Linked DNA regions of Mus musculus: regions 2, 3, 4, 5 and 6 are each linked to region 1. A link is a contact called in public HiChIP or PLAC-seq and promoter capture Hi-C data. All regions are on one chromosome and are shown on one strand. The core of a region is the stretch at or near the end of the contact, and the rest is flanking DNA. Distances in the headings are between cores, read along the strand shown.

The links. Promoter capture Hi-C pulls out the DNA fragments that hold promoters and counts their contacts. HiChIP or PLAC-seq counts read pairs in DNA pulled down with a chosen protein or histone mark. Capture Hi-C pulls out chosen DNA fragments and counts their contacts.
Region 2: a contact with region 1 is called in a promoter capture Hi-C map of liver, with 2.3 times the contacts expected there. The contact joins the promoter of Def8 here to the promoter of Snai3 in region 1. A contact is called at or near these places in 4 of 39 promoter capture datasets (the C10 cell line, hematopoietic stem and progenitor cells and liver), 1 of 484 Hi-C or Micro-C datasets (the Ba/F3 cell line) and 1 of 9 other capture datasets (liver).
Region 3: an H3K27ac HiChIP or PLAC-seq map of thymic regulatory T cells shows a contact between it and region 1, with 7 times the contacts expected there. The contact joins the promoter of Tubb3 here to the promoter of Snai3 in region 1.
Region 4: a contact with region 1 is called in a promoter capture Hi-C map of embryonic stem cells, with 2.3 times the contacts expected there. The contact joins the promoter of Fbxo31 here to the promoter of Snai3 in region 1. A contact is called at or near these places in 1 of 39 promoter capture datasets (embryonic stem cells) and 3 of 115 datasets of contacts at active chromatin or transcription factors (bone marrow-derived macrophages, microglia and pancreatic cancer cells).
Region 5: a contact with region 1 is called in an HNF4G HiChIP or PLAC-seq map of pancreatic cancer cells. The contact joins the enhancer-like site here to the promoter of Snai3 in region 1. A contact is called at or near these places in 8 of 39 promoter capture datasets (the SN4741 cell line, embryonic stem cells, frontonasal cranial neural crest and 4 more), 7 of 115 datasets of contacts at active chromatin or transcription factors (T-cell acute lymphoblastic leukemia, astrocytes, double positive thymocytes and 4 more) and 1 of 9 other capture datasets (embryonic stem cells).
Region 6: a promoter capture Hi-C map of neutrophils shows a contact between it and region 1, with 5 times the contacts expected there. The contact joins the enhancer-like site here to the promoter of Snai3 in region 1. A contact is called at or near these places in 8 of 39 promoter capture datasets (embryonic stem cells, fetal liver, hematopoietic stem and progenitor cells and 4 more) and 5 of 115 datasets of contacts at active chromatin or transcription factors (embryonic forebrain, memory CD8 T cells, neural tube and 2 more).

Annotation. Positions count from the first base shown.
Region 1 is chr8:122,459,195-122,462,664 of GRCm38.p6, reverse strand. Snai3 (snail family zinc finger 3) reads left to right here and starts at 1,976. Exons shown (of 3, transcript NM_013914.3): 1 at 1,976-2,126. The coding sequence starts at 2,051.
Region 2 is chr8:123,440,987-123,444,456 of GRCm38.p6, reverse strand. Def8 (differentially expressed in FDCP 8) reads right to left here and starts at 1,501. Exons shown (of 12, transcript NM_054046.5): 1 at 1,406-1,501.
Region 3 is chr8:123,410,044-123,413,513 of GRCm38.p6, reverse strand. It overlaps Tubb3 (tubulin, beta 3 class III), which reads right to left and starts at 1,961. Exons shown (of 4, transcript NM_023279.3): 1 at 1,852-1,961. The coding sequence starts at 1,908. Mc1r (melanocortin 1 receptor) reads right to left here. Exons shown (of 1, transcript NM_008559.2): 1 at 2,770-3,470.
Region 4 is chr8:121,577,225-121,580,694 of GRCm38.p6, reverse strand. Fbxo31 (F-box protein 31) reads left to right here and starts at 1,889. Exons shown (of 9, transcript NM_133765.4): 1 at 1,889-2,237. The coding sequence starts at 1,940. n-TMcat17 (a tRNA gene) reads left to right here and starts at 1,394; the gene lies at 1,394-1,466.
Region 5 is chr8:123,277,113-123,280,582 of GRCm38.p6, reverse strand. Fanca (Fanconi anemia, complementation group A) reads left to right here. Exons shown (of 43, transcript NM_016925.3): 31 at 2,239-2,323. Among named protein-coding and RNA genes, the nearest start is that of Vps9d1, 25 kb to the right of the region's middle. Within about 2 kb of position 1,947, at least 19 of the 459 cell types and tissues checked have an H3K27ac peak or open chromatin away from gene starts, as enhancers often do. A contact at or near this core is called in the SN4741 cell line and pancreatic cancer cells, where this site is marked.
Region 6 is chr8:123,019,080-123,022,549 of GRCm38.p6, reverse strand. All of the region lies in intron 1 of Ankrd11 (ankyrin repeat domain 11), which reads left to right. Among named protein-coding and RNA genes, the nearest start is that of Ankrd11, 21 kb to the left of the region's middle. Within about 2 kb of position 1,494, at least 115 of the 459 cell types and tissues checked have an H3K27ac peak or open chromatin away from gene starts, as enhancers often do. A contact at or near this core is called in embryonic stem cells, hematopoietic stem and progenitor cells, liver and 2 more, where this site is marked.

The sequences.
Region 1 (3,470 bases), core at 727-3,226:
TGACCCAATGCTTTCAGGATGTCATCAGTGCAAGTTATCGCGGTCCTCTGGAATGGCATACCACAGAGTGTTCCTCTGAGAGAACACCAGAAACGTATTTGGAGGCCAGAAGTCCAACATGGAGGTGTATCAGCAAGGGAAGGGGACAAGGGCTCCCTCGTTGCTAACCACTCAGGCCTTAAGCCTCTATCCCAACTCTCCCACCACCCCTGTGCACACCAAAGTCCCATTGCCCTCTTTGCTAGGACATTAATCAGTGGGTTAAGCTCTCTTGAATCTGCAACATCTGTAAAGATTTAGCATCTGAATTAAATCACACAGTTGAATACATTGAATAGACACAGTCCGACCCATGAGTGACACTATCTATTAGCTCTGGCAATATACCAGGGACCAAGGCATAAACAGACTGCATCTCCTCCTGTGGGCCGGTCGGTGGGAGCCCCCTGTGAGGAAGCAGGTGGAGTTGTTGGGTGAGTGTACCTCACTATTGTCAGGGCTGCTGGTTTTCCTGTGGCCCGCTCCATGTGCTTCTGGGGGTGGCTGAGATCTGCGTGGGGCCCTGCGTGGTTCCCAAACCTGTACTTCTGCTGAAGGAGCAACACAGCGTGCGTAGGCAACAGACAGCTTGTCTCAGCCTTTTTAGGAAAAGCCCTGAAGAGGCTTGTGTTGGCTGAGGCAAGCCTCTCTCCCGCTGGGAAGGCTTCCCACAGCCGTGGGCTTAAGAATTTTAAACCCCAGTGCTGGAGACAGCTACTACCTCTTCCCTGGGGCTGCATGAAGCCTGCTGGCCTGTAACTGTGAGTCATAGCTGAAGAATGAACTTGCACAGCAGCAAGGTGAGGGGGCTCAGAGAAGTGGGGATCTCCAATTTCCTTCACGGTAATGGCTTATGAATGTCAGAAGCCTATTGGGGCCCCGCCTCAAAGGTGGGCCCAGCACCTTTCATGAAACTGGCAGTTCCCCTCAAGCAGGCCAGATCATCCCTCTTTAAGGAGGTTAGGAGATGAGCTGGGAGAGTCAGCCCAAGGCTACGCATTGTGTGGGTGGACAGGAAGGATATGCAAGTGCAAGCCGGTTTAGGAACCATAGGCTTTTTATCTATGCCTGGAAGGGGAGAGGTTACAAAAAAGGCTACTTACAAATCCAAGGTACAGGGGAATGGGCAGCCAGCAGGAATGTGTCCTCAGATAGCCTTCCCACAGATGCCCTATTTCCACACAATTACACCATAACAAAAGAGTACTTGCAGCCACATCTGACCAGCCAGGAGTGTGGGCTAATGTTACCAGTTCTGTCGACCACAGAACTCTCAGAACCTTGCTTTTCTCCCAGAAACGGAATGACACCAGCTACCGTGCCCTGCAACCGTGAATGTGAACGCCAGGGTGACTCAGGCCCCTTCCCCCACTGTCTCCTACGCTGCCGACTCACCTTCCCTTCCCACCTCAGCCCACAGATGCCAAGGAATGTGGGGTTATAGGGTAAAGTTCAGTTCTGGCCACACAGCCCTGCTACTCAGCCACAGACAGACACACCCAGTTGGTGCTCTGTCCACCTACCCCAGAGACTGTCCCACCAGACTCTAACGTCGTAAACATCCACACGGAGAGCCTAGACAACCAGACAGGGCTGTTCCGACTCTCCTGGGCATGGATTATAAAGGATGCTGGAGAGGTTAGGGACTCTGCTCGGCCAAGTTGGCTGGCACCTGTCACCTAACCCTGAACTCTGCTCTTTCATCCAGGGCAGGTCGATGGCGAGCCCCCGCGGGGTCGGTGCGTGACCATGACGCGGGCCAGCGGAGTCCCGTGGGGCAGACACCGCCGACCACGCGGCGGGTTCCCCGCCCGCGCACCTGTCCTGGGCGTGGCTTCGCGGCCCCGCCCCGCCGTGCTCCGCGCTGGTTGGCTGAGGTGGTGCGCTATGCTAATGAGCCTGACCCTTCTCGCACCTGCCGGCCGCGCGGCCCGCCGGCGCCGCCAGACTCTGCAGTCGGTAATCCCGCTGCAGGCTCTGGCTAGACTCTGCCTGCTCTCGGGAGGGGACCATGCCGCGCTCCTTCCTGGTGAAAACGCACTCCAGTCACAGGGTCCCCAACTACGGGAAACTGGAGACACTGAGAGGTAGGGGTTGGCCGGATCTCCGCCCCCAGCTCGCAGCGCTTCGGGGCTGGAGGCAGCTGGGAAGTCCTTGGGAGCTGGGTCACACCTGCCCCAGGTGAGAGGGGAAGGGGCTAGAGTTTTCCATTTCAACAGAGGAGGAGGTTCCCCTTCTGGCTTAAGACTGGGGCTCTAAGAGGGATGTGCCCAGGGCAACTAACTTCTCTGCTTCAGAAGATTCGGGCATGCCTTGGGCTCCCCACTTGGCAAAGTTTCCTGAGCCCCAGATCTCCCCGGAGCTCTCCCTGCGGACTGCTCAGCTGAAGTCCTGAAGTCCTCTCTGTGCAGGTCTGGAAGGGTCCAAACTTAAAGTATGTCCCAGGCGCTGTATACACCCACCTAAAGAAGGTCTCACTAACCACAAGGCCAGGAAACTTGTCCTACCCGCAGATGGTGGCTGGTGAGAAAAGGCAGGACTCCCCCAGAGCATCCTGCCTCGTGGGTGGTGAGCTCATTGATAGAGCAAACAACCTCTGGTGGTCTTCGCTCTTCCCAGAAGCCTCCTTGCTCTCCTGGTGCAGTGACCAAGGAAGAGCCGACCTCCACACAACAGGCTCAGTTGTCCACCTTTACGGCTAGGTTCAGGGGCTTTAGGTCTGAGCACCTGAGAAGAGAACCCTTAATCTTCAGAGCCAGCCTGATGGTCAGAGCTACCCCCACTCAGGTGGGCAACTTCTCAGAGAAAGACCTACTAGGAAGTTGCCCAGTGCCTCGGGACACTTTGGATGTCGGGCCTCAGGCCAGCACCCCTCATATAGCCCCAGCTGGTGGGAGTTCTTGGATCAGGCCCCATCATCACCTCTGCTGCCACCAGGGGGTGCTATCTAGGACCCTGCTCTTGGGGGTGGGGGAGACATTTTTGATTCAATTTAGTGAGTCACCAACAGCAGTTCTATAACAGACGCTATTAGAGTGTGATTTTTCTTTTGGTTGGGTGGTTGGGTCTCCTTACAGAGGAGGTAGAAAGTTGTACTTATAGTGAATGTAGTTTTTTTTCCTTGTATGGAGGATAGAATCAATGCCCCACACAAGACTAGTCAAGCACTTACCACTGAGCCATGCCTCTGGCCCTAGGCCATTGTTTTAAGAGTTAAAACCTTAGATTGCACTTGGAGAGCACATACCAGCTTACTTCCTTTTTTTTTTTTTTTGGTTTTTCGAGACAGGGTTTCTCTGTGTAGCCCTGGCTGTCCTGGAACTCACTTTGTAAACCAGGCTGGCCTCGAACTCAGAAATCCACCTACCTCTGCCTCCCAAGTGCTGGGATTAAAGGCGTGCACCACCACGCCCAGCTCCCCAGCTTACCTC
Region 2 (3,470 bases), core at 252-2,751, 980 kb before region 1:
GAAAGAAAGAAAGAAATCAATTGCAGCCCTACTCTCTTGCCCAAGACTGAGCGGAAGGACGAGTGTGTGGTTTGGTAACAACAGAAACTGGGAGTTGCTGCTGGGCAGTCACCGACGCCATGTGGTGACCAGCCCAGTCTAAAGGAACTGGGTGGAGCCCACAGGAGCCCCTTCCAGACGCCTTCTCTGGAAACCTCCCGATGGTTTAGAATATAGTCAGAGGGACAGGGAGACCTTGACCAGAGCTTGCCCTCCACTCTCCTCTGGGCTACCTTTCCCAGGAAAATGGCTCCCTTATGTATGTCCTGACTGGCACTGCCACCACCTGACCAGGAACAAAAGCAAGGAATGAATTAAGCAATGGAGCCATTTAACCCATCTTCCTGGTTTGTCTGGAACCAGTTTGGAGAACCATATTGCTCTTTCAGCTGAGTACGAATAGACAGCACCTCAGCCCAGCCCAGGCTGCAGGAAGCAACAGCCGGCTTTGAGTAGGACCCCATCTCCTATTTCCCCACCAGCCTTACAGAGATCTGCACCCAGAATCCGTGGTTGGCCTCAGGAAAGATACTCAAGAAAGGACAAAAAAAAAAAAAAAAAAAAAGAAAACTGTTCCATCCAGCCCCTGCAGAGGTCTCTCCTAAATCGAATAATAATTACAACTTGACAACTGAAACCCTCAGAGTAAGACCAAGGGTCTGTGGTACATCAGAGGCACTGGGTGAAAGTTCAAGACAGATTATGGTGAATAAGAGCCCGCCTCCGGTGTGTTACTTTAGCCACCAAAAAGTGCTAGTCCAAGGGCCACAGGAGTCCAAAGTACATCCTATTTGCTCACACCCTTAAAAAGGATGGACAGGCAATCCAGGCCAAGCAGGACCAGTGTTAATAATTCTCAACTACCCCAGAAGGCGCAACAAAGCGCACCTCACATTTCTACCCGCTATAACGTGAATTCATTCTGAGGATGCGACTGTCCCCACTGGGGCAGGTCTCTACGACCTTCCTCACCCATTTCATAGTTGTGAAACCGAAGGCTCAGAAAAGCTCAACATAGCAGAAGGCGAGTCCCTGCGGGTCCTTGGGCCGGGAGTCCCATACTCAGGCTCTGAAGCCACCCGGTGATTGGGGGTGGGGGTCGGCATCTGTGGACGCTAAGCTCTGCCCTACGTACTGCGGGGACCAATGAGGTCACCAAGGCCTTGCGCACAGCGGAGAGCCAGCAGGCGGCAGCCGGGAGCTGGACGTCTTGCTTGAGGCCTCTGCCAGTTCTGCACCATGAGTGCGTGGGTCAGAAGCCCGATCCCGGAGTCCGACCAGTGGCGATTGCATGCTGAGATCTGGACCCTCGCCTGCTTTCCCACCAGACCCCCCCGACACCTACAGAGACCGCTTTCTGGCTTACCTGGCTGCCGCTACATTGTACCGGACCGGCTGGCTACACTGTAGTTCGCCGCCGCTGATACACTGTACCGGCTCCTCCGCCCGCTGCTGCCGCCTCCGGCCAGGAGGTTCATGACACCGATTGCCCTGCTGGCTCGCTGGAGCACCTCCAAGTCTCCTGCTTCTGGTCCATAGAGTCCATTACCTTTGCCCTGAGTCTTTTCTCCTGAGTTCCCCCACCCCCACGCCTTAGTAATTGCATTCAAGGGAATGGTTCCACAGTGGTAACCCCTCAATGTCCCCACATCCCCAACACTGACATTCAGCTGTCCCCAGGACACCACCATCGAGACATTTAAGGTGCGTCTCAAGCTCCAAAGGTCCTATCTGAGAAAACAACAATAACACCACACACACACATCACACCACATACACACACACTACACACCACACACTCATACACACGACACACACACGACATACCACATACACACCACACACTCACTATACACACTACACACATACTATACACACCATACACATACACACACACCTCATACACACATGACACACTACATACACACTACACACACCACACACACTACACACACCACACATACACATCACACAACATAACACTACACACACCACACGCACATCAAACCACATACACACACAGAGACATACACACACCACACACCTAACACACCTCTGTCTGATAGTGAATAAATCATTCCCACCTGAGGCCAACCTTCAGTGCGTTCCTGATCACATTCCTTTGTCTGATCTAACTTCCACCGGACTCAGGACCAGCCCTTCTTCCCCACCCCACGGTGACACCACAGCCATGACAGCCTCAGCACCCTCAGACTCCCTCTGCACCTCAAGCCCAGCAGTTGGAGGATCCCAGGGAAGAAGTCTGCCTCAGACTTCACCTCCCAGCTCTCTCACCAGACTTCACCCTCCTTACCCCTAACAGGCCAGGTCCACACTTAGGCCTCTCTGGCTCAGCCTTTAGGATACAGTCTTTCCTAACCACAGCCAAATGTCTCTCCTAATACTTCCTCCTCATCTGTGAGCAGAGATATCGGAGAGGCACTCGTTACTGTCTGATGACTCTCCTCTGACATTTCTACTGACTCTTTGTTCCTCATCCCAAAGGCTAAGAGCTAAAGGCAAGTGTTTTGGATTATTACTTCTGTGCTAGAAGGCCTATACCAGTGCTTGTGATATGAGCCAATATCTGTACTAGCACTGGGCCCTCACCTTCACAGAGAGTCAAGGATGGAGCCACGTCTGCCTGTCTTCATTACTATGAGTCTTGACAGTTTCTCCGTTGATGCAACAGCACTTTTTCTTTTCTTTTCTTTTCTTTTTTTTTTTCTTTTCTTTCTTTTTTTTTTTTTTTTTGGTTTTTCGAGACAGGGTATCCCTGTGTAGCCCAGGCTGTCCTGGAACTCTGTAGACCAGGCTGGCTTCGAACTCAGAAATCCACCTGCCTCTGCCTCCCGAGTGCTGTGATTAAAGGCGTGCGCCACCACGCCCAGCATGCAACAGCACTTTTATTGAGTACAACTATATGCCATGCTCAGGCACATCACCAGAAAATGATCAGGACAAGACTTGAGGAGGCTGCATTGCCCAAGGACCAGACAGACAAGTAGAAAAGGCAAATGGATCAGGTGTGTGCTGAAGGACACAGAGGCTAGTAAGGCGGGGCCTGAGATTAGATAGTGAGGCTGGACGTCTGACTTAAGATTCAAAAGGAAATGAGTTGACACACACTTAGAAAATGACATTTGAAGAATGTGGCATCTTAGTCCCTGTTCTTTTGCTGCGAAGAGACACCATGACCAAGGCAACGGTTACAAAAGAAACCATTTCACTGGGGAATTGCTTATAGTTTCAGAGGCAGGCATGGTGCTAGAGTAGTAGCTAAGCACTTGCATCCTGATTCACAGTTGGAGGCAGAGACAGGGAGACAGACAGATAGACAGACAGACAGACAGACAGGACCTGGCCTGAGCTATTGAGACCTCAAAAACCACCCCGAGGGTAAATACCTCTCAATCATTTCTAAAACAAGT
Region 3 (3,470 bases), core at 712-3,211, 950 kb before region 1:
AGGGCAGAGGGCTGGATGGAACCTGCCAAAAACGCCTTGTACTGATTACTAAGAAGGGAGCCGGTGGAAATGGAAGAAAATTTACTCATTATTTGCATTGTTAAAAAGAATTGGCATTAAAAATTTAAACACTCGTAATTATATATATATATAAAAACCCTAAATATTAAAAAAAATGGGCAAGCCTATGGGCCACAGTGCTGAGGAGCATAAGAGACCTCAGCTGGGTCCAGCACTCAGAAATGTTCTGTGGCCATAGCGCAACACACGGAGCCTGGGCGTGGTGGACCTGACTTCTAGGCCCTTACTCAACAGGAGACCCAGAGGAGAGCACAGAACAGCACAGATGCAGCAAGCTCACCAAACAGGCCTTCCGATGGCAAACCTTCCCTCCCCCACTCACCCCAGGCCCTTTCAGGAGCAGATGTTCGTCCAGGGAAAGCCTGGCACCTGTGACCACATTAATGAGCCCTCACCCTCCCTTCAGGCCAGGGCAGCTGTCAGCGATCATCCCAGGAGTCCTGATTTGATCTGAGGCCCCTTGCCTTAGGCTTCCTCTGTATGCCCCCCTACCCGCCACCCCCCCAACCCCGCCCAAATTTCCCTTGTAGGGCAGAAGCAGCTGTCTCCCCTGTGATTAGGGAGTCTCTGTGGTGCCGCTTCCCTTCCCCTTTAACTAGAGGAACCTCCACCCAAGAGCCAAACTTGTAATTTACATGTCAGCCACGTGACTGGCCCAGCCCGTGGTAATTAGCTTTTTTGTTCCTGCCCGGTTTCTATGGCAACAGCCTCCAGAGGTACTCTTTGCTTCGTCCCCTCCCTCCCAGGACCTGTCTACCCAACCTCCTCCTTTGGGAACTAGCATCCCTAAGCCCCGTCCAGCATTCATCTGGACAAAGCTCCCGTTTCATGTTGTTCAGAAGGGAGAAGATTGAGGTAGCTGACCCCACCCACTCAAATGCAACCCAAGTGGAGGTTGGGCTTCTGCAGGAATCAAGTAGTTCTGTCTGCCACTTGCTGTGTGACCTTGGGTAAGGAACAGTCTCCTAAGGACTTGGAAACAGGACAGCTACCTCACTAATGATAGTAGGATTGCGGAGTCACTGCACCAACCCCGCGCCCCCCCCCCGTTTTTTTCTTTTTCTTTTTCTTTTTCTTTTGCCTTGGCTTCAACACCTGGATGCGGGCTAACAATAGAGGGGAAATTGAGGCAATCCTTGCAGTCGGCTTTGTTCTGTGCTCAATCCCGACTGGGAGGCCTTGGGAGCGCACAGTTAGAGATGGGAGATTTTCAGAGTCCAGTTCTGGATCAAGGTCATTGGAGTGCAGGCCGAACTCCTCCAACAAAGGAACAGGGTGGGGCAAGGAAACTGGGTGAGCTGAACAAGGTTGGGGATATGAGGGCGGCCTTGCTCCCTGAAGACTGTCTAGTTCTCCAGTGGGGATCCAGGCATGTACAGTCATTATGGTTTTAGGGGAGAGCCCCACCCAAAGTTGCCCGACACACCCATCTTACTCAAGGCTTAAGTGGCAACCTCAAAGAAGGCCACGCCCAGTCGGCGCCCCCCAACCACATCCCCTGTACCTGATGGTGTGTGTGGGTGCGCAGAATGGATGGGAATGCGAGTCAGAAGGGTTACCCCCAGCCTTCTCCTGCAACCTGGGCGCAGTGCAGAGTGGCGTGATTGAGGGGAACCGATTGGGGACCCCGGGGTCCCAGGAGCGGGGCAAGGGGCTGGGCTCTTCCCTTTGTTCCGCTAGCGGCTCCCAGAGTCGCCTTTCTCTCCCTCCACCCACCGCCCTGGGGCTGGCGCTTGTGGGGACGCAGGACGCCGGACGGCTCAGCCTCACCTTGGCCCCTATCTGGTTGCCGCACTGGCCGGCCTGGATGTGCACGATCTCCCTCATGCTGACTTCACGCGGCTAGAGACGAAAAGGCAGGCGGACAGCAGGCTGCGGAGGATCGGCAGCCTCCGCCGCGCCCTCTTATAAGAGGCTGCCCCGCCCTCGCTGGCTGATGTAAGCGCTGCGGGCCAATGCTGGAGCGCCGCACAATGCGGCAGGCTCTGCAGCATCAGCACCGGCACCGAGATCCGCCCGCACAATGCGGAGCAAGTCTGGCCGCGCCTTCGGAGGAGGGGCCACCGGTGGGCAATCCGCTCTGGGGACAATAGAACCCAGGCCCCTTAGTGCCCCACCCCAGTAGCTGCCTCCCCATTTTGTCCCTGCCCCATCCCCACCCTGCAGCTTTGTGAAGAGGGTCTTTCTTTCTCTCAAGTGCTTAAGAATCAAGACCCATATTCTCTGAGTCCGCCGAGTCGCTTGAGGTGGGAGAGGCAGGGGAAGCGAAACCCTTCTTGAGACCTCTGTGCAGACCTGGGGACGCTAGTCAGGACGGTGGCGGATTATAGCTCCGAACTCTGAGGTCACTATTTTCTGGAGAAGAGAGGGCTACCAGTCCGCGGCTCCACAAAGGGCTGCGCCGAGGGTGCAAATGTACCTGGGGTGTGAGGATGCACACACAGTATCTGGCAAGTACCCCTGCTCCATGAAAATCTCTGTGAAAAATTCTAAGGATATACAACCCACTCAGTGGAGCATGTCGAACAGTCTTTTTTTGTCTGAGCCATGCCTGATGTCATTGGTACCCTTGTGCTTCTGGTACAAGTGAGGGTGAAGAGGGGGCACGAGGTGAGCTGGAGCTACCTAGGTAAGGAGACTGTGTGTGGAGGGGGCCCATTGGGAAGCAGAATCAGGAGGGCATGCAAATTCACAGACAACACTGATTTAATATTCATCTAGGACCAGTGACACCTTATGAGGACTATTTGATATTTCAGTGACAGAAAATTCTTCGGGAAGAATCTGAGACAATAGTACCACACTTCAATGGTCCACAAACATTCATTTCACAAGAGCCGCTAAAAAGCTTAAAAACACCTGCAGATGCCTTCGTCCAGTTTGCACGCACGGGTGCACGCTGGATAGAGCGGCTGCGCATACAACTTTCTCTGAGGGTAAGCATCCAAGTTAGCCGAGTTTAGAAATGGGTCTTTTGTTCTCAAGAGATGCCCCTCCCCCACAATGTGTCCATGATGTGGCTTTCTGTGGTTCCAGCTGGCCTGGCTCAAGAAGTATTGGGTGAGCATCTGTCTCTGTCTCCTTGTCTGGACAGAGAAGATGCTTAGAAGCATCCAGAGGCCTGGGATGCTTCTCTGACAGATGACATCAGGCCAGAGCTCTCTGTGTCCCCAGGGAGCTATGGTGTCAGGCTAAAGGCTGACTCATGGTCCTGTCTTCCAGCAAAGGCTGGCCCTGCCGGGAACCAGCTTCCAATCTCAGTCCAGCAGGGCTGGAGCTGATAGTGTGGCTAGGTCCTGGCCTGGTGCCATTTCCTGACTTGATGGTTGAGGGCATCTCACTCCAGACTGAGAGGCCACCCCAAGGAGGAGGACAAAGAAGTGTTCAGT
Region 4 (3,470 bases), core at 640-3,139, 880 kb after region 1:
GATGCAACCACCAGTACCTTCTGTTCCCTCTCGGCCTCAGGTTCCTCATTCTTCAGCATGACACCTTGTTTGTTTTTATTTTACAGGCTCGCTTGGAGAGTAAACCCCCCTCCCCCAACCTGCTGCTTGCCACATCCAACTGGTGTTTATAATAAGCCATAACCTTTGCTCTGGCATAGTCCCCGGAGGGACAACATGGGACGCTTCTTAGAAGGAGTGGTTTTGAAGCTGGGGAGAAGGGTGTGAGGTCCCCACAGATTGGGAACTGTGTTCTTCAGGGCACACTCCCGCTCCCTCCCGTCCCCAATCCAGTGAGGTGATGGACCAAATGGAGGTGAGACAGAAGCCAGGGCTAGAATGTGAGAAATGTGACCTGGGCAGTCAGAGAGGCCAGGAGGTCAGGGAATAGCTTACAGTGAATGAGCAATGCGGAACTCGCCAGCATTTTGTTTACAGCATCTACACACACACACACACACACACACACACACACACCCCTCTCACAGTTGTTCAGTGAAGGCTGATTGACAGCCCATGAATGATAGACCAGAAGGGTTCATCTTGGAGCAGACAGTCTAGGGTCTCAGCCACATGCCCACAAAGAGCTTACCCTCCCCCGTGGGCATTAACACACGGGGACAAGAGGCAGCGTGTGCTCAGCTACACTTTTACACGATGTTAATATTATCAGGTAATTTAAGTCTTTTTTGTTTTGTTTTGTTTTGTTTTTTACATGAAATCTTGCCGCATAGCTCAGGTTGTCCTGAAAAGTCCCCACCCTCCTGACTCATCTCCCTAAGGTCTAGGATTACAGGCCACCAAGTGGAGCCTTTGCTTAATGCTATTGTTAATCAATCAACGAATGCATTAGGTAATATCTGTTTGCTTGTTGGGATAATTTACTGAGCGGACTGCTAGGAGGCACAGGGTCTCACGTAGCCCAGGCTGGCCGTAAAGTCACTAAGTAGCCAAGAGTGACCTTGTAATTCTGATCCTCCTGCCTTGATCCCCTAGCCCCAAGTTGGGATGAGAGACCGCCACGCAAACGGTTAATTTTAATAATAAAAAATAGGCGATATTGTTATATAGGGTCATTAAGGGCAGAGCTGCGGAGGATACCCCAGACTACTCTTTTCCTGAGAGGGAAGTTTCTAGACGCCTTGTGCTGCGCGGGGCAATGTGAGCTGGAGAGCAGGTTTGGGGACACCAGGAACTCCCACCTCACTGAGCACCAGACCTTTCCTTTTGCAACCAAGGTAATCTTGGCAAGTTAGTTTAGATGTAGTGTTGCTAGGCGACGGTAGCTTTGGTTTATGGTTTCCCTTGCCAGATTTTGTTCATGGCGAGGCCACCACCTGTGCAAAGGCCCTGGCAGCGAGCTTGCTGCTAAGGAGCCTCGTTAGCGCAGTAGGTAGCGCGTCAGTCTCATAATCTGAAGGTCGTGAGTTCGATCCTCACACGGGGCATCCTGCATTGTTTTCTTGCTTAAGGTAAAACCCCTTCGTTCTACCCTGTAAACGGGGTCAGAGGTGGGACTTGTGGGAGGGGTGTGGTCATGCTAGGAGCGGGGCTTTCCGGAGCTGAACCCGGCGACCCTCTTTTAGTGAGCAGCTGGGCGTCCTAAGTTTCTAGCCAAACGTTTTGGGGGCGGAGCCTGGAAATAGGGTGTGGCTCCATACAAGGGCGTGGACCTAACACGTAGGGCGGGGCCTACTGCTCAAGGGGCGGGGCGAAGCGTCTGGGTGGGGCTTGGAAGGGTGGGAGCGTCTAGGGGCGGGGCGAGTCTTCATGGGGGCGTGTGAGGGGTTGGGGTCGGAGGGCGTGGTCACGCTTGGGGTGGAGCTTGAGGAGCCTGCAAGCGGGACTACGGCTGCCTGGCCGCCTGCGCAGAGCGCTGTGCGTGCGCGTCCGCGTGCGCGCCTCCGCGGTGGTGACGGGCATGGCGGTGTGTGCTCGGCTCTGCGGCGTGGGCCCCGCGCGTGGGTGCCGCCGCCGCCAGCAGCGCCGCGGCCCGGCCGAGACTGCGGCGGCGGACAGTGAGGCGGACACGGACCCCGAGGAGGAGCGCATCGAGGCGGGGCCGGCGCGTTGCTCTCTGCTGGAGCTCCCGCCTGAGCTGCTCGTGGAGATCTTCGCGTCGCTGCCCGGCACCGACCTGCCCAGCCTGGCTCAGGTCTGCAGCAGGTTCCGCCGAATCTTGCACACGGACACCATCTGGAGACGGCGCTGCCGCGAGGGTGAGCGGGTGCATCCCCTAGTACGGACACTTGGCCGAGGCAGGAGCATGGTGTGGAGTTCCAAACCAGGCCTGCTGCAGAGTGAGAAAACCAGACAGCTAGCAGGCCAGGGCTGCAGAGTGAGATCCTGTTTTTAAAAATGTCAGACCCCGTCCCCCTAAACCAAACCTACAGCCCACCCTCCCGGTGCAGGAATAATGAGGACGCAAAGCGGCCACAGTCCCATTTGAAGGCCTTACGTCCGTGTACATACATCACGGTACTCAGCCTGAATGGCTTGTTGGTGTGTGTGTGTGTGTGTGTGTGTGTGTCCTGGAGGCTTGCTGTTCCGTGAAGGGAACATCAGGGATTCCACTGCCTGCATGTCACACAGGCTAGTGCTCTGACTGTGTGTGGGCTTCAGCCTTTTCTGTCTTCTGGCCACAGCACGCCGGAGACTGCTTTGTGCATTTTGTAGAAATGCAGGGGATTTACATCTATCTTGTGAAAACCTCTGGGGTGGTTCATCTTCGTGAGCCTGCACTTCTCCAAGTGGGATTGTGGGATGGCAGGCTGTGTGAGGAAGCGGTTTCCCCAGGTCCTCCCTGCTGCAGGGTTCTTGTGTAATTTCACGGTTGACATCAGGGTTCTGGCTTGTCTCCCCTTACCTTCGCACTGTGGGAAGTTGGGGTAATCTTACCCCACGTCTGAGTGGGATTGTGACTTGGGTAGGGGCTTTTATAATAAGTATGCAAAGCCTTCAGTCCTGAACATGACTGGTATGTCTGTTGGCCCAATGTAACGTCCTGTTTGTCTTTTGTCTTGTTTTCTTGTATAAGATCCTCAGTAGTAACCTTTAGTCGCACAGGATGGGTGATGTTTGTTTTCAGCTTCTGTCTGAGCACTGTTCTTTCTTTTTTACAAATTACTCTGTTACTCTGTTTATTGTTATTGTGTGTGTGTGTGAGAGAGAGAGAGAGAGAGAGAGAGAGAGAGAGAGGGGCATGCATGTCTTTGGAGGTTAGAGGACATCTGTTTCTTCTCTGGCAGTGGTCCTCAACCTTCCTATTGCCACAACCCTTTAATACACCTCATGCTGTGGTGACCCCCAGCCATACAGTTATTTTGTCGCTACTTCATAACTGTAATTTTGCTGCTGTTAAGAACTGTAATGTAAACGTCTGTGTTTGCCAGTGGTCTTAGGTGAACCGCTAATGGGTCCTCAGGTTCTCACCGCACAGGTTGAGGACCTCT
Region 5 (3,470 bases), core at 698-3,197, 820 kb before region 1:
TTGCCTTCTATGATGACATTTCCGTCACACTGAAGCAGAAGCTGCAGGCCTCTGGGCGAATCAACACCTGTTGCTTAACAGCAGGAGACTAAGTAACTGGTAGGGCGGCTACAGCAGGGGACTACATAACTGGTATGGCTTCTCTCTCTCTTGCCCAATAGCCTTGTGCCTCTGCCTCTTGCTTGCCAGGCTGGAGGGAGGTTTGGAGCAATAAACTTGTATTGAACCAAGCAAGAGACGAGTCAAGATCACAGAAGGAAACAGTTTTACACAAGCAAATGTACATAAACACATACACACATTCATATACACATTCATGCACACACGTTCATATACCTACATACACTCCTGTTGGGTCCAACCAACTACTTATCTCATATCTACATACTTAGATACACACATCCATACTTACATATGCAGATGGAGCAAAAGCCCAGCTGCCAGCACAGAAAGAACTCAGTCATTCTGGGTGAAAAATGAGCTCCAACCTTTACTGCACAGAGAAAGGAGAAGCTTCTACCTTTTTATTGCGAAATGAATTAAACCCGAGTCTGTAAGAAGAAAGCGCTGTCCTCTTTAGTAAGACAGCCTGCCTTGTTACGCAAAGCCCTGCTCCTCCATCTCATGGTGAGGAGAAGCCTGCTGCTCTCTCTGTAGCTTCTTCTTTGTCTTTCTCTCTGCATTCTGCATACTGTTCTCTTCCTCTTCCTTCCAATTCTGTCCTCTCCTTTTGCCACCTAATGACATTTCTAGGGTTTTTTTGTACCTTTTTAGGAGAATAGATCACATGGTAATTTACCACAAGTTTAAACAAATTCAAATCATAAATTGCATAAGATGTTTACAACAGAGATGTTTGTATGTGTTTCCATTGAAGCCAGTTATCTAACTGGACATTCATTTTCTCTCACTAGCTCCACAGGTTCATTGAAAATTAGTGTAAGTTAACGGTGAGGTTTTATATCAGAGAGTTCTAGTTGTAGCCCTAACTATAAAAGGCTTAATAATTACTAGTTTAATTTTAGGAATTCTTATAGAATCATCACTAGGAATTAATAAATCACCTATTTGTTTGTATAGCATCACTATAAAACAGTCCATCTTCGCTGGTCTGCATAAAATCTGCCCAGCAGGGTGGGCTAATGCAGAAGGATTATTATATTAATAAGGACAGGAAAGGCATATCAGCTGCAGGAATCAAACCCTGAGATTTGTCCCTCAGGTCTTGCATACAGGGCCATAGTTCACAATCCATGATGAATCCGTCTCAGGAAGACCGCCTGCTAGCCATAGCCTTTCCGAGATGGCTCCCGACACTAAACAGTATACATCATCTTTATAATCATCTTTATCATCCCATGTCCATCAGTAGGCATTTGGTTACTTCTGCTGTTTTATTTTTATTTTGTCTAAAGACATAGTCTCACTGTGTAGCTTTGTCTAGCCTAGAACTTGATATGTCGATTAGGCTGACCTTGAACTCCCAGAAATCCTCCTGCCTGCACATCTTCTTTTCAGTGTGACTGTAAATAGAAGGACTGGCTTTTTTAAAAATTATTCATGGATAACGTATAGAAATACAGCTGAGGTTTGTTTATTGACGTAGCAAACTCAGTTCCTTTCTGCAGCTTCTTTCTGAGTGAGTTGCTCAGGCTTTATTGCCTGTGAAGTCATGTCCCTCGTTGGTGACACCCTGCAGCTTTGTGCCATTGTCAAGGGTATGATTAGTTAGCAGATGGTAAACCTCGGACGAGAAAGCACACTTGGTTGTGGTAAATTTTTCTTCCCTTAAAAACAAAGGTAGGTGTGTGTGTGTGTGTGTGTGTGTGTGTGTGTGTGTGTGTGTGTGTGTGTCTATGCTCAAACACAAATGCAGAAGCCAGGAGAGGGTGTCGGTCGGCCACTTGGAGTGGACACACATTCTTAACCACTGAGCTGTCCCTCAGACACTCCCCTTTCTTTAGATAAGCTTTTGCAGTTTAGCCATGGCTGGCCTGGAACTTGCTGTGTTGGCCAAGTTGGCATCAAACTTGCAGTCATCCTCCTGTCTCTGCCTCTTGAGTGCAGAAGGTGCATGCATGTGTCCTGCCATTCTTTCCTTTGTTGGTAGTCGGTAGTTTCGTGCTGTCAGTTACCCGCAGACGCTCCGCTGTGGAGATGGGGGGAGGGAGGGGCACCACAGCCAGCTCTGCTGACGGCACCGCAGCAGCACTGAGCAGGCTCCTGTTTCCTTCTCAGTTCGAGGAGTTACAATCACTCAGAGGACTCAGACCTGGTTCTTGGTGGCCGCACAGGAAACAAGGATATTCTTTCCAGGCTACAGGTGAGTGAGAGGACAGAGCTCCATGTGTTTGCTGCAGCAAACCTGCCCTCTGCTAAGGTATTTATGACGTTTGCATAACGGTGCCCGACTCAGCAGAACTGGGTGAGAGCCTGCATTGTCCACACCGTGGCAGAGGCCTAGAGCAACCGCATCCTTTGAGTTTACCCCACAGGTGAGCATCACAAGGCCCAGACACTGTGGCTGTGATGCCAAAGCTGTCTCCCAGCTTTGCGACATCCGAACTGACAGCAAAAGGGCTGTGCAGTCTTCTGCTTCTTCTGCTTCCTCCACTGCAGGCTCTGAGAAGTGACCTCAACAAGGTAGCCTCCGTAGAGGAAAGCTGGGCTGCAGGCTCTGAGAAGTGACCTCAACAAGGTAGCCTCCGTAGAGGAAAGCTGGGCTGCAGGCTCTGAGAAGTGACCTCAACAAGGTAGCCTCCGTAGAGGAAAGCTGGGCTGCAGGCTCTGAGAAGTGACCTCAACAAGGTAGCCTCCGTAGAGGAAAGCTGGGCTGCAGGCTCTGAGAAGTGACCTCAACAAGGTAGCCTCCGTAGAGGAAAGCTGGGCTGCAGGCTCTGAGAAGTGACCTCAACAAGGTAGCCTCCGTAGAGGAAAGCTGGGCTGCAGGCTCTGAGAAGTGACCTCAACAAGGTAGCCTCCGTAGAGGAAAGCTGGGCTGCAGGCTCTGAGAAGTGACCTCAACAAGGTAGCCTCCGTAGAGGAAAGCTGGGCTGCAGGCTCTGAGAAGTGACCTCAACAAGGTAGCCTCCGTAGAGGAAAGCTGGGCTGCAGGCTCTGAGAAGTGACCTCAACAAGGTAGCCTCCGTAGAGGAAAGCTGGGCTGCAGGCTCTGAGAAGTGACCTTAACAAGGTAGCCTACGTAGAGGAAAGAGCACATGGAGCCCTCAGGCCCCTGGGGAACCCAGAATGAGCGGGAAAATGCAGCGGAGCCGTGCTGAGGTTCCAGTGTGTCTCTAAGGAGCCTGATTCCAAACCTCCATCCGTGCCTGATGCCCTTGGGAGGAGCAGGCATGCCAGTCCTCCGATGCTGTGGCACAGTAACTGAGAACTGAGCTAAAGGAGCAAAGGCCACTTGTCCTCATGGCTGTGGTCCTGCGGTTGAGTCGAGGGAGGGTGTGACACGTATA
Region 6 (3,470 bases), core at 245-2,744, 560 kb before region 1:
CAGGTTTCTCACCCCCCCGCCATCTTTTCCCACTTCTGGTTTTCATAGTCAATATTTTTATTAGTAATTACTAAATTACAGAGTATGCAGACGGATTTTTTTTTTCTGTGCATACAAACACACACAGAGTTGTAGATATACAGTAATTGCTTTTTAAAAACCTGTCTTGGAGCCTGGTGGTGGTGGGACACTCCTTTAATCCCAGCACTGGGGAGGCAGAGGCAGGTGGATTTCTGAGTTCGAGGCCAGCCTGGTCTACAGAGTGAGTTCCAGGACAGGCAGGGCTACACAGAGAAACCCTGTCTCAAAACAAAACCCCCCCCAAAAAAAAAAAAAGAATGCACTGGCTCGCCGGGCAGTTTTATATTTTTATTTTTTTAAATGATGTGTGTTTATGATTATTTGATATATGTGTGTAGATATCCCCAGAAGCTAGAAAATGACAGAACCCCTGGAACTAGATCTTCAAATCCAGCTTAAAAGACTCTATGTATCTCCTGTGTGTTCTGCTTTTCTTGAATTCATTGTGGGTCAGATGTTTGAAATCCACGACTACCTGGTAACCTGAAAGTGAAAGGTTTTGCAAGGCTGGGGATTGCGTTTTACTTGGATTTGATAGCACTTCTGTCTCTGCCTAAAAAGTGCTGATGAGTTCCTGATATTCATGTGTATCAAGGGAATGGGTTTGCCTCTGTGTAGAACAGTGCCTGAAAAGGCAGAAGGGAACATGAAATAAAGCATTGCATAAGTGTGCATAGGATCCTTGAGTTCAGTCAGCTTTACTACCAGTAAATGCACTTAGACTCAAGATCAGAAGTGGGTCTGGATGCAAGGGAAAAGTGGTTCTTGGATAGTCCAAATGGATGGGAGAGAAGAGCAGCTTTGTGTTTTGGTGGTACTGGCTGTGGCCTGGGCTCTGGTGGGTGGCTGGTCATATAGGCAGTGGTACATAGAGCCTCTTTACTTAGGAACCAAACCACTGTTGCTCCAGTGAAAAGACCTTTTATGGAGACTTATCCCTAAAGGCTTTGTGTGTGTGCTTTTGTAACTACTGGGCTGGGGAGCCACGCCTAGCTGAGTCAGGACAGTGTTGCAACTTGCCTGCCCCAACTGGTTAGAGGCAGGTGTGCTGGTTGGATTTGCCTCTCCTGATGTGCCAGGTTTTGGTTTGTATTTTTTTCCTGTTGGCTTGTGAATTACATTGTTACACAGCAATCACTTTTCTGTTCTATAAATAGTCTAGAACCAGAGGATAGTAAGAAATACTAACATTCTTGTAGTAAGAGCTGTGATTCTGCCTGTGTGAGGAAGAGTGACCATCCTGCTTGTGGATTATTAAGGCTATGGCATAGAGTGTTTGGGTTTGATTTGTGTTGTACAGTTTTTTTATTGACAGAAGAAGAGAATATGAATGCATGAATATGGGTGTGCATGAGTATGGGTGTGCATATGCCACAGCTCGTGTGTGGAGGTCAGAGGACAACTGGGGAGAGTGAGCTCTCTCCTTTCACAATGTGTGCTCTGGGAGTTGACATCAAGGTACAAATGTCCTTGCTGAGCCATCTTGCCAGCCTCTTTGTACATGTGTTTGTGTGATTAGTTGAAGTACTGAGTTGGAGTTCTTTTTTCTTTTCCTTTGCTCTTGAAACAGGGCTTTATGTAACTGGCTGTCCGGGGACTCACTGTGTAGACCAGGCTGGCCTCAAACTCATGGATTCACCCACCTACCTCTCTCTGATTCTCCAGTGATTGGATTAATTAAAACCCATGGTGGGACACTATGCCCGGCTTTAAAAACAGCAACAGCAGCAACAACAACAAGAACAACAAGAACAAACCAACTCCTAGTCTTGTGTAACTCGCGCCCTCAGTCTTTATTCTGTGGAACTGGCATTGGAGCACTGGTCCTCCCGCCTCCGCTTCCCAGGCATTGGGGTGATGCTGTGTGCTGCCACGCCTGGCTTCGAGATTTTTTTTCTAGATAGAAATGTTTATTGCTCATAAGTAATTTTCATATTCCTGATGTGAATAATGATTTACTTTAGAATTGAAGGTAAAATCAGTTCCATGTGGGTGGTGAATAAAAAATTAGCATTAATGTTATAGATACGGTCTACTTGGTTCCTTGTCAAAATTCCTTGCCTGACTTCAATATTTCATTGTAATAGAGAACAATATATAAAGCTGGGAGTTTTATGTTTTCTTCCTGGTTGCTATAGAAACAGCTGAGGTGTTAGTGACTGCTGATGCAGTGCTGGGTTGTGGGCCTTTCCACTTCCCACTTCCCTGGAGGGAGGGAGGGAACATCTCACCTGACGGTCACAAGAACATCAGAACCTGCTCCATTAGAGAGAAGTCACATTCTCTCCTTATCTAGGTGCTGTTTGTCAGCTTTGTCCTCCAGTGGAGTGCTCATGGCTTTCTTCTTACCTGGGAGTTAGTTTGTATGTCTAGCTCCAGTGGCTATTCAAGAATGTTGTAGGTTTTTTCTCTTCTGTAAGATAATCCTGCAGAGAAAGCAATCAGGAGAGTCTATTGAAAAATGACTTCATGAATAACATGTAAAATTAGTCCCCAGTTGTGAAGTTTCCCAATAAGCCATTTGCCCCCCTGTACTACCCAGGTGTACTATTCAGTGTCTATTCAAGAAAGGAGAGAGAAAATTAGTAAGGGTTGAGTTCATCTGCATGAATTCTTGTTTAAAGGCTAACTTTAATATTGTTTTTTAGAAATCCTCATGGATGCTCATTCAAAGGTTTATTTATTTATTTTCTAATTTATTTTTATTTTATGGTCATTGGTGTTTTGCCTGCATATATGTCTGTGTCAGATAGCCCTGGAACTGGAATTACAAACAGTTCTGTGTTGTCCTGTGGGTGCTGGGAATTGAACCCGGTTCCTCTGGAAGAGCAGTCAGTGCTCCTAACAACTGAGACATCCCTACAGTGCTCTGATTGACTTGTTTTTGAGACAGGGTTTCTCTGTGTAGCCCTGGCTGTCTTGGAACTCACTCTGTAGTCCAGGCTGGCCTCGAACTCAGAAATCCGCCTGCCTCTGCCTCCCAAGTGCTGCAATTAAAGGTGTGATCCACCACTGCTGGGCTTTTACTTTATTATTATTACTGTGTATGGTGTGTATATAAGTGTGTGTGTGTGTGTGTGTGTATGTGTATGGTGTGTATATAAGTGTGTGTATGTATGTGTGTGTGTGTGTGTGTGTGTGTGTACACACATGTGGAGGTCAGAAGACAAATTTGGGCAATCAGTTCTTCCATCTTGAGTTTGAACTCTGGTGGTCAAACACCTTTAACCTGCTCAGCCATATTACTGCACTTTAAATTTTAAGAGTTTTTTTGAATTTCTGTTGATGAATTTTGGGCCATTATGTATGTTTTGGAAGTTAAAGCTGGTGACGTATTTTAATTTGTAAATCTGCACTGTGTTAAACTTATTAAAAGAACAACTCTTGGA